Linked DNA regions of Oryctolagus cuniculus: region 2 is linked to region 1. A link is a contact called in public Hi-C data. All regions are on one chromosome and are shown on one strand. The core of a region is the stretch at or near the end of the contact, and the rest is flanking DNA. Distances in the headings are between cores, read along the strand shown. Region 1 overlaps LOC138849628 (a long non-coding RNA gene). Region 2 has its middle 65 kb from the start of QRSL1.

Region 1 (3,357 bases), core at 710-3,209:
GGGGGATAAAGTCGGGTGGGAGAGGGGGTGGGGTGAGCGAGTTGGTTCCCGGCGGCCGCGCCCCTCCCCCACCGGGCACCAAGAAAGGGGAGCGCAGCGGCCCGGCAGCAGGACAACAAAAGGGTCCGGTTCCCGGGTCCCAGAGCGCTCCGCACGCTCAGGCTGCGCTCCCAGACCAGCCCGGAGGCTAGGTGTCTGGCGACACCCACGGACCCAGCGCACCCAACTTTTCGGGGCAGAAACCCCGGGAGACACAGCTCGGAAAACCGAGCTGTGCAAAGTCACCTCTCCACTCCACCCAACCCCACCCTACCCCCGGGTCCGCCACGCCCAACTGCCCCCACCCCCCGGAAAAAAAAACCCTCTAGCTCCCACCGGGGGCACCCACGCATTCACCCCCGGGACAGCGCGGCGACTCTCCAGGCTCCCGCGCTGGGGTTCTGAGAAGGGGTTGACGACGGGGACCCAGACAAAGCCTAGCGGGGGGGGGGGGGGGGGGGCTTTGTCCCGTCAAGCCACCTCCCCGGAGCGAGCCGGTCCAGGCTAGCGCCGGGCTCCTAAGGTGACAAGGGACGAACGGATAAGGTCGCACCGTAGAGAGCGCGGCGTCAGCACAGGGTCCCTGCCCAGGCTTCGGCGCTGGGTGGAGGGAGGGGGTGGGAGATAGGGCAAGAGGGCAGGGGCTTCCTCCGGATCCCCAAGCCCCCTCCGGCGGTGGAGGAGGGGCAGGAGCCGCGCTCCCCCAAAAGGGACCGTCCCCTCTCTTTGTGTGGCGCGCAGGGAGCGCGAAGACACTCCTGGAGGGAAACGGCGCTCGGGGGGTGGGGGGTGGGGGGTGAGGACCTCGCCAAGAGCCGGGGCTCCCCGGGAAGGGAGCAAGAGGGGAGCACACCCTCTATTCCTGGGTGGCACCTGGGGGTGAGCGTGGGTGGGAGGCGGTGTGCTCCCTGGGGTGGGGCAGGGTCCTCTCAACCGGTGCATTGTTCCCGGGACCACGGGAAGGGCGGGGGCAACCTGCACGAGGGAATGCAAAGGAGGGACCCCGTTTTGCTTCCCCCTGGGTCAGTTAGGAAAGATCCTTTTCTAGTCGATGGCCCGAGGTTGGGGCGCAGGCTGGGCCCCGGAGGGGCTGCTCCACCCACCCACCCGGGGCGCAGCTCCCCAGCCCCGCCGGGCGCCGGGGCCTCACCTGCGTGGGTAGGAGCAGTGCCAGCAGCAGCAGCCCCAGTCCAAGCCTGGCCACCATTGCTCTGCACATGTCCGCTCCGTCGGTGCGCGGCGCGTCTCGTGGGATGCCGGGTGCGCGGGGATCGGCGGGCTCCGGGCGGGCGCAGGCGAGGTGGGGAGCGCGGCGCGCCGGCGGGACCTTATATACCGGGACCGCTACAATAGGCGTGACGTGGCGCCGCCCGCCCCGCCCCCCCACCGGGCTCCCCGCCGCCCCCTCCCCCTGCCCCCAGCCCCCACCCCCGCCACCACCGCCGCCGCCCGGGCGCTAGCGGGCCGACGCTCCCGGGGCGGCTGCCACAGCAGGTGGGCGGGCGCCGCGGGCTCCTGGCACCCGGGGTGTGTTTCCCCGAGCGGGCTGCGTACGGGCTCGCACGGGCGCCCCGCGACTCCCACGCAGGACCCTGGGCAAACACGCGAGCCACACACGCCGCTCTCGGGGCTGGGCCCAAGTTTCCTTTGTTTCTCCCGGATCTGCCATCTTCCTCCCCCAAAGCAAAGTCAGAGCCTGCGGCGCGGCGGGGCAGCCGGTAGTCCCGGCTGGGACCGCGGCGCTGGGGCCAAAGGGGGTCCTACTCAGATATCAGGGGCCTCCCTGGACGTCCCGCTGGAATTCACTGCCCCTCTCGAACTGTCTGTCGGGTTTGGTAGATCCCTGGGACCTGGAGCCGGCGCGCACCGGAGCCAAATGTGCGCTCCGGTCCCCGGCCGCCCCTTTCCCCAGCGCTGGCTTTGTGTCTGGAGCTTCTCGCGTCCGCCGGGCGGTGCCAGCTCCCTGGCACACCCCGGGGAGCACCCTCCCGAGAGCTGGGGGATGTACACTGCTGGCCACTGGGTTTCGCTCCCCCTACACACACACACACACACACACACACACACACACTCCCCCCCCCCCCCCCCCGCCGCGCTCCCGCTGCAGTGGCTGGAGGAGGTGGCCCACCCAGTGGTACGTCTCCTCCCTCCCGCACGGAGTAGCTCCCGGGTCCTCCAGAATTCCCCGCCACTCTCGAATTCCTGGGGACCCGCTTCTTGCGTCTCTGGGAGAACGCACTTGCTCGCCAGTCGTTTCTCGAGCAAAAGTGTACGGGCTAAAAGCATTTATTTTCCATCGTTGCCATTAGACAACTTAATGAACTGGCACAAATAGGAGATTAGTCATCATTCTGCGCCTTTTAGTGGAATATTTTTTCCATCCATTCCATTGGGAAAACTTTCAAACATCCGGCAGAAGTTGAAATAATTTTTGGTGTAGTTTTTAATGGCAAGGCTTAATTCTTTTCTGTAACGGATAGATAGCCCGAGTGCTCTACGGTCTCTGAAACAAACAACAGAGCCCCAGCCTTGTGAGGGGTTGAGTTTGTTTAAATTTCACTTTTGCGGAACACTCTTGTAAAAACAAGGCCAGTTTTATGGAAGGCAAGTGACAATGGAATCCACAGTGGCTGGTCTGAAGCAGCCTGTGCCTTCATGGTGAGCCACTTCAGCTCAGTAACTTTCCACGTTTTAGGATGTGCTTAGGAACACACGGGTCTCTGTCAAGCACCACTGGATTTTCCTGTTCAACAGTGTTACCACATTGTATAGAAATAGGCTGGCTGCGCCTGGCTTCCCCTCTCCTCTCCCAGCAGGAAGAAAGGACTGCTTGTGACTCAGGAGCGCCGGGCTCCAAGGCTCACAGTAACCGGTATTCATAGGATCCACTTACCCTGCCCTTCACTTTTTTCCTATTCCTCCTCCTCCTCCTCCTCCCTCTGTCCCCTTTCCTGGCATTAATGTAAGGAAATGGACTCATGGAGCAGGGAGAGCCAGACTGCCTGCCTTCAAGTCCTGGCCATGCGGCCTCAGCTTAAGGCCCGAAACCTTGATTCCTTCATTCATAGAATGGAGCTAATACCACCAGGACTAAAAGTTCCTAAAAGTCCGGACAGTGCCTGCCCCACAGAGGTGCTGCTCACTCGATATTTGCTCTCACCGCTCCCTCCACCCCCAAAGGTGCCTGCTTACTTTCTTTGCGGCTCTGTGATTCATGAAAGAAATACCCAGCTCCAAGTCGTGCCCCTGGTGGGTGAGCGCTGGGTGTCTGCATGTGGTAAACCACCTCGTCTTCAGCCAAGGAGGCTGCATAATTCA
Region 2 (3,548 bases), core at 896-3,395, 280 kb before region 1:
CTTTGTGTTTTGCCTTTACTACCCCCGGCAGTTAAGCTCCTGCCTCTATTGTGATGGTCCCTGTGAACCATACATCCTGACACTCACGCTCTTGTGCAGTTCCATTCTCCTGGAGCTGCACTGACCCTCTGATAGCTCCGACCAATCAAATGTGATGCGAATGGCCTCTCAGGATTTCTGAGCCCAGGCACTATAATGAGTAGGAACTAGGCCGTTTATACCTGGGGGCGAGATGGCCATATTGTGAGAAGTCTGACCATCCTGAGACTATCATGAAGGCTGGAAGCCCAAGCTGGCCATGCAGGGGAGCCACGTGGCCAGAGCGAAGCCATTTCTCCAAGTCAAGAGGCCACCTGGGATGGTTCCACCAGCAGAGGCCATGAGGAGCAGAGGTGAGCCGGCCCTGCGCAACCCCACTCAAATTGCAGACTTGTCAGTGTTACTTTCAGCCGGTGAGTTTTGGGATGGTTTGTACATGGCCACGGAGTGCTCTCCATTGAGTCAGATCAATCACCTCCTTAAAGATCCATGTCAGGTCACCTCTGGAAACAAACCTGACAAACTCAACACAGTCCATCTCATTTTAGAACGCGTGGCAGAACGTGCAGCCTGCAGTCTGCTTTGGTTCGGGTTCATTAATTTGCCTCTCCCTAAGATGAATAATGACAATGGCTGATGTTGAGCATCTAGATCCGGCACTACAGTTGGGAAAAACTATTTTCCCCATTATTTTACAAATAAGGCAACTGAGGCTCAGACATTAAGCAATTTGTCCCGAGGTGGGATCTATACAAGTACACTTCCCCATGGTTTCTTCCTCTAATTGCTTTTGTGACAGGTACTCTGAGCTTTAAGTGCTAAAAAGGAAGCAGATGTGGAAAGAAAAAAAAAAAAAACAGCATTGCACCTGCATTCCAGCAAGAAGGAAGGAAGGAGAAAAGAAATAAAAAGGATCCAGAAATGGTGACATCACTGATCAGCACTGGACACATGAAATCATATAGACTTGTAGATACTGACCGGGCCAGTGTGGTGGTTGACGGGGAGGTTTGCATGAAGGGTACCGGACCTTGGAGATGCGTGCAACCTGATCTGCTGTTTTTCATTTTGTTTGCTTTTGTCACAAGCTGGCTCTTACTTGTACTGAACTTGCATGGATTTCTGTCCCTTGCAAAAAAAAAAATTCTGGCTGGGACCTCCTCCAAAAGATCATATCTAGATGACCAAAGGAGAGGGCCATAAAATGAGCTGCTTTAAAGTATATTTACTGGCCAGGCAATTTTCTGCTCGGGAAAACATAGGTTTCCTGACAGATTTTCTATTAGGAGAGAAATGAAAGACCATGCCAGGAAACATGAAGTTCTCAGGAAGTAATTTGGTTACAAACATATTTCCTTAATAGGATACAATTTGATTCTAACTCTCATTACCTTGTGACAGGAACAGTAAGACATTGGTTGTTTAGTCAATGACTCGTGAAGCTTTCTCAAATGTTCCCCACTCAGTGGGGGACACAGAACAGATGCCATCATCCATCCCGGCTTTACCGATGGGATGCAAAGGGTTCAGCGACACGCTGGGATCCCATCGGCAGCACGTGAGAAGCTGCAGGTTCCTGGCCCAGGCCCCTCTCTCTCTCTACCTCTGTGTGTTATTCCACGCTGTCTTTTTCACCTGTGCACATGTCAAGGAGTTTTCTGTCGGGCCACACTGATTTCCAGGTTCCATAAGCCTCCTAAGGGCTAAGTGTTTTAAAGAAAAGGACCATTCAAACATGAACAGTCAGGGAATCTCTTCCAAATAGGATGCTTATCATAGCATCATTTCCTGGCAAATGTCTCCTTCTAGGACCACAAGAGAAGCATTCCTGCTTGGAAATGTTTTGTTGAACCTGCTTCTACCACCTTCTATGAAAGTCACTGAGGCTTCCAGTCTTACAATGAAGGCTGCTGTGTGATCAGACTTTTGGGTGCTCCTAACAGTGACCCAGCATTGAGATGAGAAACACAGGGCGACCTTGATCCCTCCCTGCAGATATTCTGGACACCATGTACTTCTAAGCTCACACCTGCCTCCTGCTCAGAGTGGCAAGCTCAGTGTAATCCTCATAGGGCCGTCACCCCCTCCCCCGGAGTAAGAGGCTTAGTCCCATTTTTGTAGCCTTGTGGAACATTTTTAACTTCAAGTTGCCATGGGGAAAGTCACACACTTTGTTAAGCTCCAATAGAAATTTAAATTTGAAAAGAAACTCCAAGCGTATTCCATAGTCAGGAATAATCTGTAACAGTAGTTCGAGTGGCACAATGACCTTCCAACTTCGGCAGGAAAGGTCGGATGCTGTTTTTCAGGGTTTTTTTCCATCCTGCTTTTCTGATTAGGCAAAGCAAACCCCCAACCTCCCTTACACTAAGCCTCAAACTGGCTCTCAGGCAACTTGGACAAATGCCTGTTACAAGGCCGGCAGGGGGGCCAGTGCTGGGGCGCAGTGGGTTAACACCCTGGCCTGAAGCGCCAGTATCCCATATGGGCGCCGGTTCAAGACCTAGCTGCTCCACTTCCGATCTACTATGGGCTGGGAAAGCAGTAGGAGATGGCTCAAGTCCTTGGGCCCCTGCACCCATGTGGGAGACTCAGAGGAAGCTCCAGGCTCCTGGCTTTGGATCGGCACAGCTCTGACCGTTGTGGCCAATTGGGGAGTGAACCATCAGATGGAAGACCTCTCTCTCTCTCTGCCTCTCCTCCCTCTGTGTAACTCTGACTTTCAAATAAATAGATAAATCTTAAAAAAAAAAAAAAAAAAGTCCTGCAGGGCTGCCATCTTGCAGCCTAGAGGTTCCACTGGTGGCTGGTCTCCCCTCTGTTAGACAAGAGCAAGGAAGAGATCCAAAGCTCATGGGTTTCCATCTCACAGACATAGAATAGTGCACTGTGCCTTTTTAAAAAATAATTATTTTTGGGCCAGCGCCGTGGCTCAATAGGCTAATCTTCCGCCTTGCGGCGCCGGCACACCGGGTTCTAGTCCCGGGCAGGGCACCGGATTCTGTCCCGGTTGCCCCTCTTCCAGGCCAGCATGCTGTGGCCAGGGAGTGCAGTGGAGGATGGCCCAAGTGCTTGGGCCCTGCACCCCATGGGAGACCAGGAGAAGTACCTGGCTCCTGCCATCGGATCAGCGCGGTGCACCGGCCGCAGCGCATCGGCCGTGGCAGCCATTGGAGGGTGAACCAACGGCAAAGGAAGACCTTTCTCTCTGTCTCTCTCTCTCACTGTCCACTCTGCCTGTCAAAAAAATAAATAAAAATAAATTATTTATTTATTTGAAAGTCAGAGTTACATAGAGAGAGAAGGAGAGGCAGAGAGAGAGAGAGAAAGAGAGGTCTTCCATTCCGCAGGTTCACTCTCCAAATGACCACAACTGCCAGAACTGAGCCAGGAGCCAGGAGCTTCTTCCAGTTCTCCCACGAGGGTGCAGGGGCCCAAGGACTTGGGCCATCTTCTACTAAGCAGGCCATAGCAGAGAGCTGGATGGGAAGAGAAGCAGCTGGACTCAA

The links. Hi-C and Micro-C count contacts between places; a contact is called where the count stands out from the background.
Region 2: a contact with region 1 is called in a Hi-C map of an unstated tissue, with 4 times the contacts expected there. The contact joins two enhancer-like sites. A contact is called at or near these places in 2 of 6 Hi-C or Micro-C datasets (ear pinna and an unstated tissue).

Annotation. Positions count from the first base shown.
Region 1 is chr5:64,249,838-64,253,194 of mOryCun1.1, reverse strand. LOC138849628 (a long non-coding RNA gene) reads right to left here. Exons shown (of 4, transcript XR_011388602.1): 3 at 2,168-3,357; 4 at 1,264-1,366. Among named protein-coding and RNA genes, the nearest start is that of MTRES1, 38 kb to the right of the region's middle. Within about 2 kb of position 1,959, at least 3 of the 8 cell types and tissues checked have an H3K27ac peak or open chromatin away from gene starts, as enhancers often do.
Region 2 is chr5:64,529,183-64,532,730 of mOryCun1.1, reverse strand. No RefSeq gene overlaps it. Among named protein-coding and RNA genes, the nearest start is that of QRSL1, 65 kb to the left of the region's middle. Within about 2 kb of position 2,145, at least 1 of the 8 cell types and tissues checked has an H3K27ac peak or open chromatin away from gene starts, as enhancers often do.